2 separate regions of the Zea mays genome follow, and region 1 is linked to region 2. Evidence: chromatin contacts called from public Hi-C data. All regions are on one chromosome and are shown on one strand. Each heading gives the region's core, a stretch centred on a gene start, on an enhancer-like site or on the middle of the called end of the contact. The rest is flanking DNA. Distances are from core to core; before and after follow the strand shown. Region 1 holds the start of LOC100194020. Region 2 holds the start of LOC100284618 (beta 1, 3 galactosyltransferase).

Region 1 (5,268 bases), core at 2,497-4,996, 230 kb before region 2:
GCATGTCTTTGTGGTACGGGCACTGGGCGTCGAGGATGTCGTCCAGCGTGCGCTCACCTCCGCGAGGTCCTCCTCGGGCGCAAGAAGCTGGTGGCCCGGCGGCGTGTACTTCTTCGCGGGGCCTCTTCTCCCAGCGTTTGTCGGGTTGCTGGTTCGCGTCGCGTCGTGGTGCCGCCGGTGCGGGCTTTGCTCCTCCGATGAGGTCCTGGGCCCACTCGTCGGCGGTGATGTAGAGGTCGGCTTCCCGGAACAGCTCCTCGGAGGTAGTCGACGCCTTCTGTAATATGGCTCGGAAGAAAGTCGAGTCATTGGATCCTCTGTAGAAGTCCTCGATCACGGCTGCCTCCGTGACCTCGGGGATACGATTTCTCATGGTTTGGAACCTTTTGAGGTACGACCGGAGAGTTTCATCCCCCCGGCGCTTAATGGATTTGAGGTCCCACTGTTGCGCCGGTTTGTCGGAGATGGACTGGAAATTGGCGGTGAAGCGTCGACTGAAGTTGCCCCAGTCGTCGATGCAGTGTCGGGGTAGATGTCGCAGCCATTGCAGCGCATCTTGCCCGAGGACAATGGGTAAGTACGCGGTCATCACGTCTTCGGACGCCCCGGCAGCTCGAGCAGCGGTGGTGTAGACGGCCAGCCAGCCCCCTGGATCCTGCTTAGGTTCATATTTGTCGACATTGGATACCTTGAAGTTAGGAGGCCATTGGATGGCCCTAAGGCGTGGAGTAAGAGCAGACACTCCACACGTGTCCTCCTGTTGTCGGGGATGATGTCTGTCCCGGGGAGGGGAGTAGTTGTTGTGGTTCCTCGACCGTCCCCGGGTAGTACCGCCAGTTGAGGCCGTTGCCGACTCAGTTCTGGTGGCCTGGCTCCGAGCTGGGATGCCATGATCCCTGTCGTACTCCTCCCGGCGGCGGATCTCGTTCTCGTGCCGTCGTTCATGCGAAGCGTTGATGGAGCTTCGCGCGTCTCGGCGACTGTTGATGGCGTGTCGTAGATCGTTTGGCGGGTGAGCAAGCGGTAGAAGATGGTTGGCTGCCTGGGTGAACAGTCATCGGTAGCCTTCGGCGTCGGGAGTCCGAGGGAGTCCATCAGCTATCCGAGCTAGTACTCCTCCAACTTCGCTCAGCGTGTTCATGGCTCGGGCGAAGTCGGGATTCAGGTTGCGCCCGAAGAATGGATTCTCCCGGCGTTGCCTTGCATCTTGCTCGGCTTGTTCCTGAACCCGGCGGCGATCACGTCGTCGGGAGTTCCTTCGTTCTCTGAAGACGCGTTCCTCCGGAGTTTCTCCTATCTCCGAGACCTCGTCTCGCGAGACAGGTTGCTCCGGATCTCGTTCTCCAGCCGCGTGATGTCGTCGAACGTTCCTGCGCCGGTTTCTCCGTCCGCGGGATTCTCGTTGAGGTGGTTCTTCTCCGGGTGCGGTTGGCTCATCGTCGGAGACGGGAGGCGACTCCGCTCTCCCGATGAAGAGGACGTCGGGATAGAATGGTGCTGCTGTCGTGGCGACCTTCTTTCCGTTCTCCTTTGAGGGCGGAGGAACGGAAAAAACAACTTGCTTCCCCTTGGTCTCCTTCTTCCTCGCGATCTGTGTCCATTCTTTTGTCGGGGAAGTAGACAGTGGAGTTCTCCGGGTCAGCGGGCTCTCGGCCCCCGACTTTCCGGAGACGATCTTTTTCCGGAGAGCTGGAGGTTGCGCTTCTCCGACATTTTCGGAGTTTGTTGGAGGAGACTTCTTTTTCGGCGGATCCGCAATGCGGTGTAGAGTTCCCTCTTCATCTGCTACGGATGAGATTGTTCCGAAGAAGAATACGGATCCGGGGCGGAGGGTGATCTTGCTGTGGAAGGTGACGGCCATTGAGCTAGCTTGGATCATCGACACACCCCCTACCTGGCGCGCCAGCTGTCGGTGTTTTGGGTCCAACCGCACACCTGGGGTTGCCCCTCAAGGTGTTTTTAGGAGTAGGACGGTGTCGCCGACTGTAGCAAAATGGTTTGTGCCAGATGCACGAGGGACAGTGGACAATGTTTACAGGTTCAGGCCGCTTAGAGATGTGTAACACCCTACGTCCTGGTGAGTATGCTTGGTGAATGAGATTACAAGGGAGCTCTCCGAATTGAGAATGCAGAGAGTTGAGGTGGATGGCTGAGTGATAGGGTCGATCGTTCTGAAGGGGTGCCCCCTAGGCCTTATATACTCGACCGTGGGGCAATACACGTGGATATGATAACAATGTGTAACTAAAAGATAGTGAACTGTTTGAGTTTATCTCTCTATAGTTCCGTCGACCTATCCTGGCATGGCCCCGTTGCATGGGGGTTCCAGCGCGGGAAAGTCGGATCTCTGTTGTGGTCGCTCGCTCGACGTTGTGGGCCGTCCGGGCTTGCACCAATCCGGCCTCATGTCGATCTGCTTTGCTGATTGTCCCTCCCCAGGGCCACGAAAGAATGACCTTACGATTTATTGGGCCCTTGGGCCTTTCGTGAGGTCTTTTACTCTTCTAGTGGACCCGGGGGATATCTGTCCCCCACAGTGGGAACATACAATTAGGCCTGATGTTCCAATTGACCTAAGAGGGTATTTTCTTCGTACCACCTTCTCAACAGTTTAATTTTTTTCTATGATAATCATTGTATATAACATAGTTGGCCAAAGATTGTTCTATAGGCTTAATACCAGCTACCTCGTTCTACAAGTTATGACCATGTGGGGAAATGACAGACGAATGAAATTTATTAGGGTGAGTGTAATACGTTCGTTTAATGTTCAAACATACATTCTGGTTACATAATACAAATTTGACGTTTTGTTCTCTGTTGTCTTTGTGTGTAGGATGCAAAGATTTTTCAAAGGAACTTTGTGATTGATCTGTTAAGTTATGAGGACAATTCGTGTCGATATGTCATCCCTGTAAATATACAACAACGACTTATTGATATCGCTGAAAAAGACTAGATTAGTGTATGGTTGTCGACATATTTGTTTGTCATTACAAAGTTCTAAATTAACTCTTTAGAAATAATTTGTATGATATAGATAATGTTTACCACACAAAACTTACATATCATAGTGATATTTTTCGTTCCGTTTATATATTTCATACAAATTTTTTTACTCCCGTCGCAGCGCACGGGCACTCACCATTATATTCACGCCGCCCATCGCTAGGGCTCTAAGTGTATTGGAGGCTCGCAATTTGTGTTCTGTAGTATTGCACGGGCACCTAGGGCTTAAGATCTTTTCAGAATGCAAATATTTTATAGAAATAAAGCAAAAATTTTATAGCAATCAGTTTAATTTTATCATGTACTGTAAAAAATAAAAAATGAACAGGCGATTTGGTGTCATTCATGCGGAGGCACGCGCGATTCATTCAGCACGCCACGCGATGCGGGGATGTGGAAATAACAGAAACGAAAAGAAGGCCGCCTACCTGCCATTTTTGAGCACGTGGCAGGGTTGACAGCAAGGCTCAATAGGCGCATTACACGTGCCCCCCTTCCGCCTCGCTGGTGCAGCTTTCCTCGGTTCCTAGCCCCCGTCGCCACGACTCCACTCCCCGTTCCCCGATAGCAGGAAAGCGAGAAACAGCCACCACAAAATCTCCGACCCGGCCCCACTGACGGGACCCACTCCTCGGTTTCACTACGACCCTCGCCCAATCCAGGCCCCGCAAGTCAGTGAGGCGAGGCCGGACGAATGGCAAGTTGGGCAGCGCGGTCCGAGGGGCGCCGCCGACCCGACCGTGCTGGAAACTTCTAACCAAAACCCCTAATGTCTCGAGGTGGCGCACCCCAACAAACTGGCTCCGCCTCCTTCCTCCTCCCCTCCGGCCTCCGCCGCTGCCTTCTTTTCCCCGTGCGCATAGTCGCTCGCAGAGGCGCCGACATCACTTCGTCCGGACCGGAAACACGCACGAAGTGAGGACCAGCACCAAACACCGCGCCGCTTCTCCTATATTTGTTCCTCTCCCGGAGCCGCATCGTGTGTAAGCGTGTGGCGGATCCATGGCAGCGGCGGCGGATACCTCGGAGGCGTCCGCGGCAGGAATCGCGCTCGCAGAGGCCAATATCAACTGGGAGAGGTACGCGCCACGTTCCCCTTCATAGATAGAGAGTTAATAAGAATCCAAAAGAGGAACCTTTTCATCCTGGAAGTCAGGTTACGTTTGCGGCCTGGCATCTTTTGGTCCTTCTCCAGATCGCCAGCGTGCTTTTAGTTTGGTTGGACTCTCAGCCCGCCGCTTGCTCCCGTGCTTGGCACGGGCCGAGGATGAGGAATGGGCAGCCAGGGAAGAGTGGGTTACATGAAGGTGATTCACGGGCGCATTGCGTCTTTTCCCAACCTTTTGGTGGGCGGGGGCCGCGGCAGAGGTCCACGAGATCAGTGCCGCAGATGTGGACGGGGAACGGAACTTGGTATTCTGGGAAACCTGTAAATTTAATTGGCAAAACTTGACGTGTTTAGAGAGGAATCGATTGTATTCCCCAATTCCAGCAGCCGCTGCTATGTTCAAGCTGGTAGTTACTATACTTCAATCTGCTTCAAACTGGTGCGGTTAACAAGTAGACATGTTTTTTTCCCATTGTTCATCTTTGTATGGAAATTTGACACAGAGATGAGCATGTCCTTAAAGAATAAGGAAATCCAAATGCTTAGCTTTTACATATGACGTATTGTTTTAGTACACATGTAACACGTCCCAGCAGTTTCTGATTCTAATTGTGCTTCTGGGGTCCTTGATTCAAGCCATAGCTTATAGGGATTTGTACTGAGACCTTATGTTGTAAATATTCTCCTTTGTGGCATATGAGTTCTCAATTTCTCAAGGCAATTTCCATTAGACAGGCAATAGCTATGCACAGAACTGACTTTTGCCTTTAAAGAATGGGAGATTCATTTGTGAACTAACGTCTACACCCATCAAGATTTCATGAGCTTTCTTTGTGCCAAAAGTTCTTCAACGTTTGTACATGTAGAAATATTTGGAGAATTATGTTAAGTGAAGAAAGTAGTTCAGGTACTCCTGATTGTTGTAGATCACTCTAGGGTTCATAAAATTCCTTTAAAATCACATGTTCGAACTGTTACTGTTACCTGCATCTTTTTCATCCATGATGTGGACAGTAATTTTGGTTTTCATGTCACCTGTACTCAAAGGCCTGTAGAGTTGCATGCTATTTTGGAAATGTCATGCTGGCAACATGGCAATTTGCATAAATTATGGACTTCGAATATATAAAGAAAATGTCAATTTTTCATGT
Region 2 (4,964 bases), core at 2,388-4,887:
CGGAGAGGTTTTGGCACCCTGTTCATGTGATGTCGTGGCCGTCGGAGGAGCGCTGGAGCCTTGCGGAAGGACAGCTGTCGGGGCTGTCGAGTCCTTGCTGACGTCTCCTTGCTTCCGTAAGGGGCTGAGAGCCGCCGTCGTCATGGAGCACGCGGGGCACCATCATTATTTGTTTACCGGGGCGAGCCAGATGGGACACCGGTCTTGTTCCCCGTACCCTGAGCTAGCTAGGGGTAGGATAATGATGCCCCCCCCTGTGACGTGGTCGGTCCGAGCCCTGGGTCGGGCGAGGCGGAGGCTCCTCCGAGGTCGAGGTCGAGTCTGTCTTCCGAGGCCGAGGTCGAGTTCGAGCCCCGGGTCGGGCGAGACGGAGACCATCGTCTGAGGCCAAGGCTGAGTCCGAGCTCTGGGGTCGGGCGAGGCGGAGTTCGTCGTCTTCCGAGGCCGAGGCCGAGTCCGAGCCCTGGGGTCGGGCGAGGCGGAGTTCGTCGTCTTCCGGGGCCGAGGCCAAGTCCGAGCCCTGGGGTCGGGCGAGGCAGAGTTCGTCGTCTTTCGAGGCCGAGGCCGAGTCCGAGCCCTGGGGTCGAGCGAGGCGGAGTTCGTCGTCTTCCGGGGCCGAGGCCGAGTCCGAGCCCTGGGGTCGGGCAGGCGGAGTTCGTCGTCTTCCGAGGTCGAGGCCGAGTCCAAGCCCTGGGGTCGGGCGAGGCGGAGTTCGTCGTCTTCCGGGGCCGAGGCCGAGTCCGAGCCCTGGGGTCAGGCGAGGCAGAGCTTCCTATGGCGCCCGAGGCCGGACTTGGCTGTTGTCAGCCTCACTCTGTCGAGCGGCACAGTAGTCGGAGCGACGCAGGCGGCGTTGTCCTCTTGTCAGGCCGGTCAGTGGAGCGGCGAAGTGACTGCGGTCACTTTGGCTCTGTTGACTGAAGGGCGCGCGTCAGGATAAGGTGTCAGGCCATCCTTGCATTAAATGCTCCTGCGATACGGTTGGTCGGTGTGGCGATCCGACCAAGGTTGCTTCTCGGCGAAGACTGGGCCTCGGGCGAGCCGAAGGTGTGTCCGTCGCTTGAGGGGGCCCTCGGGCGAGACGTGAATTCTCCAGGGTCGGCTGCCCTTGCCCGATGCTGGGCTCGGACGAGGCGAGATCGTGTCCCTTGAGTGGACCGAGCCTTGACTTAATCGCACCCATCAGGCCTTTGCAGCTTTATGCTGATGGGGGTTACCGGCTGAGATTAGGAGTCTTGGGGGTACCCCTAATTATGGTCCCCGACAAAAATGCTATAACAATACAACTTGTTTGAAAATTTTACCTAGTGAATGCACTCTAGGTGTGTCAAACATATGCAATGCCAATGTTTATGATGCCATGCTCAAGTTTTAGTTACAGTAACACCAGGGGTGTTACAGAGGAGGAGAACCACGTCCCGCTGGTCCGCTTGCCGGGCATCCCAACCCCATGCGCTTCCCTCATGTGCCTACTCGTTAGGCTATCGATGAAGGGGAGCTCCACTATGGACACGACGATAGAGAGGGAGGATTTGCATATGTTGGAGGAACCAATACTCATGAGCAGTACGATTTGTTCGAGGGAACGGAGCTATGGCTGCCGCCGTAGTCGTCGAAGCAACAGACCTCGACATCATCACCCGCCACGGGGAGGCATTCCATCCAAGACCTTCGTCTTCTTCAACATCTTCTCCATCGCCCGCAACCCGACAAGTGGGAGGATCTGCTCCAGTTCTGGTCATAGATCCAGATCAGGCACGGGGGCAATTTGAGAGGGAGAGGGAGATCCCTACTACTCTATAAGGCTGGTGTGTAGGCGTCACAAGTGTTACCATGCCCTCACCTAGTGCCCCCCGCATGATGCCCGCAACATCATCCCCGACCATGATCCCTATCGTGCTTGCGCCCGATGACCCCCACCCATCGTCCTCGACGTCGTCTCCTCCTTCCCCTAGATCGCATTATCATCCCCACACACAGGCAGCGGCCACAGGTTTGCCTCTATCTCCCACTCCCTGCGCCTCTATATCCCTCTCCTTCCCTAATCGCCCCCACATTTGAGTGCCGCTGTTGTTGGGATGGCCGTGGCCGCGGTCCGCCCATGAGCGGCCACAGGTTTGCCTCTATCTCCCCTCCCCGCGCATCTAAGTTCAGTTTCAAATATAATTAATCAACAACAGTATTTCAAAGAAACAATGATGTGACCAAGATGAGAAGAGAAGGTAGACACTTAGTCATTGCCATCAACAATTTCCCTAGAAATCTCCATCTTCTTGGTGGTGCCTTTGTACAGCTCCTTGAGGCTGCATGGCAACTTCCGCTCGATAGCCGACACCTTCACAGCCTTCCCGCCAGTGTGCATGTCGTGCTCATCCGGGCCGCCGCTGAACGTAGATCCGAATATATTGTCCCTAAAAATGGAGGAGAATCGTGTCCCGCCAGTCTGCTTATAGGGCATCCCACCTTCATGCCGCTTCCCTCATGTTCCTGCTCGTCAGGCTATCAGCGAAGGGGAGCTCTGTTATGGCCATGACGACGAAGGGGGAGGATTTGGATCTGTTGGAGGAAACGATACTCACGAGTAGTAGGATTTGTTCGGGGGAATGGAGCTACGGACACCGTCATAGTTGTCGAAGCAGCAAACCTCGATGTCGTCACCGCTACGGGGAGGCATTCCCTCCAAGACCTCCGTCTTCTTCAACATCTTCTCCATCGGCTGTAACCTGACAAGTAGGAGTACCCGCTCCAGTTCTGATCATATATCTAGATCGGGCGTGAGCGCGATTTGAGAAGGAGATAGAGGCGCGAGAAGGGGGAGATAGAGGCAAACATGTGGCCGCTCGTGGGCGGGGCCATCCTGACGACGGTGGCACCCGGGCGCAGGGGCGGTTTGGGAGGTAGAGGGAGATAGAGGCGCAGGGAGGGAGAGATAGAGGCAAACTTGTGGCTGCTGCCCATGTGTGAGGATGATAGCACGATCTGGGAGGAGGAGACGATGTCGAGGACGATGTGCGGGGTCATCGGGTGGGAGCACGGCGAGGATCATGGTTGAGGATGATGTTGTGGAGGGCACTGGATAAGGGCATGGCCTACACACCAGTCTTACGGCCTGTTTGGTTCAGCTTTTTTCTGACCAGCTTTTCTGAGAATCTGGCTGTGGGGAGAATCTGGCTGTGTAGAGAACCTGAGTATCATTAGGATTACGTGCGGAGGAAGATAAAGGTGTCCATATGACTGAGGATCTAGAAAGTGACGGATTTCTACTATTGCAACGACTCAACCGATTATGTGTTTATGTTGATGTTGAATGGTTTTTAACTAAACGAATTTTATAGAAACTGACTGAAAAACTGAGCGTTTGACAATCCGCAGCAGTTTTTAGTGGCCAGAAGCTCAAAAAAGCTGAAACAAACCGGGGCTTAGTCTCATAGAGTAGTAAGGATAGGGAAAAGTGGTGACACGAAAATTGACAGCCGTGAGAAAATAACATTGACTTATAAATCAGTAAAAATTAAAAATGATGATTTCAGTCAAGTGAAAACTGTATTTACTATATGGAATATTTGATTCGAAAAAGGTGGACTCTGCTGCCCTACTTGACCGACGCTCGAGAAGTCGAGATAGAGACAACCGGCACCCGCCGATCGCTCGCTGGTGGGATGAAGAAATGCTCCGGCGTGCTCTTCATCCTCACACTCGCCGTCGTGCTCTTCCTCCTCTCGCCGTCGCCCTCCCCCACTCCACCCCCCAACACCGCACCCAATGGCCCGATCACCGACCTCCTCCCCACCCTCCCCGGCCTTTCGGACCTCTACCCTCCCGCTCCCAACTCCACTGCACATCTCTCCTGGGGCCTCCTCCGCCCGCTCCTCTGCCGCTCCGACGCGCTCCCGGGAACCTCTGCAGGCGTCCTCGAGGCAGCCGAAGCCTGGCGGAATCTCACCCTGGCTGTCACCGCCGCGGCAAGCGAGGAGGAGGCGCGTCTCCAAGGACTCCGCTGCTCATCGTCCGTGGGAGGGGATCTACGCACGGGACGTGCCACACTCCCCTGCGGGCTCTCGGAGGGCGCGGCATTGACGGTGGTCGGGATTCTCAGGGAGGGGGCGGCCAAGTTCTGGGTGGAAATGCTGGGTGCGAACGGTGAGGTTGTGCTGCACGTCAATGTGAGCCTGGGAGCCGCGGGGGTGTTGGTGGAGCAGAATTCCTGGACGCCAGAGGAGGGGTGGGGGGAGTGGGAGCGGTGCCCGCCTGTTGGTGATGTGGGCAGCAGCAATAGCAGCTTGCAGCTAAGGTTAGCTGTCTTGCTTTACTTTGATGATATGCATGTCTGGCAGGGTTTTAAGTTTTAAATAGCCGGTTATAGCCTTCGCTATATCCCACTATAGCTGTTTTATCAGGGAAAAGCTATGCGCTATAGCCTAATTTAGCCTGCTATATCCCGATATAGCCCGTTATTTGTACTTTTGAGAAGCACGCCGCTAAACCCCTTAGCCCGCTATTTAAACAATGATGTCTGTTGGGAGAATTGCAGATATACTAGTTCGTTTTATCTATGATAAGTCTTTAACTTGCTTATGCCTGTACTGCTTGTATGATTACTAATTTACTAGCAAAATGCAAGTTCAACCTCAGCTTAGCGACTGTCACATGCTTCATGTGAAAGAATATGCAAAGTAGTATTTACACCAGAAGGTAAGTAGCCATAATTGACTGACAAGCAGTAGTTTCCTCATTTCCTGATTGGCTCTTTGATTCCTATATGTTATGTCAGTATTTGGTTGAGGACATAGATGGTCTGCTTCAGGGTTTAAGGGTCAGCATAACTTAAATGTCTCATGGAAGTAAACTAAAAAACCTAGGTGCATTGAGCACTGATTTGTATTTCTTCCATGTCAAATTATAAGACATTTTGGCTTTGCTAGATACATAGCTTTTCTTATGCACTTAGATTACACTATGTCTGG

What was found. Hi-C and Micro-C count contacts between places; a contact is called where the count stands out from the background.
Region 1: a Hi-C map of ear shows a contact between it and region 2, with 3 times the contacts expected there. The contact joins the promoter of LOC100194020 here to the promoter of LOC100284618 in region 2. A contact is called at or near these places in 2 of 25 Hi-C or Micro-C datasets (ear and tassel).

What each region holds. Positions count from the first base shown.
Region 1 is chr3:60,816,507-60,821,774 of Zm-B73-REFERENCE-NAM-5.0, reverse strand. LOC100194020 reads left to right here and starts at 3,746. Exons shown (of 6, transcript NM_001139083.1): 1 at 3,746-4,088. The coding sequence starts at 4,012.
Region 2 is chr3:60,585,169-60,590,132 of Zm-B73-REFERENCE-NAM-5.0, reverse strand. LOC100284618 (beta 1, 3 galactosyltransferase) reads left to right here and starts at 3,637. Exons shown (of 7, transcript NM_001157513.2): 1 at 3,637-4,291. The coding sequence starts at 3,660.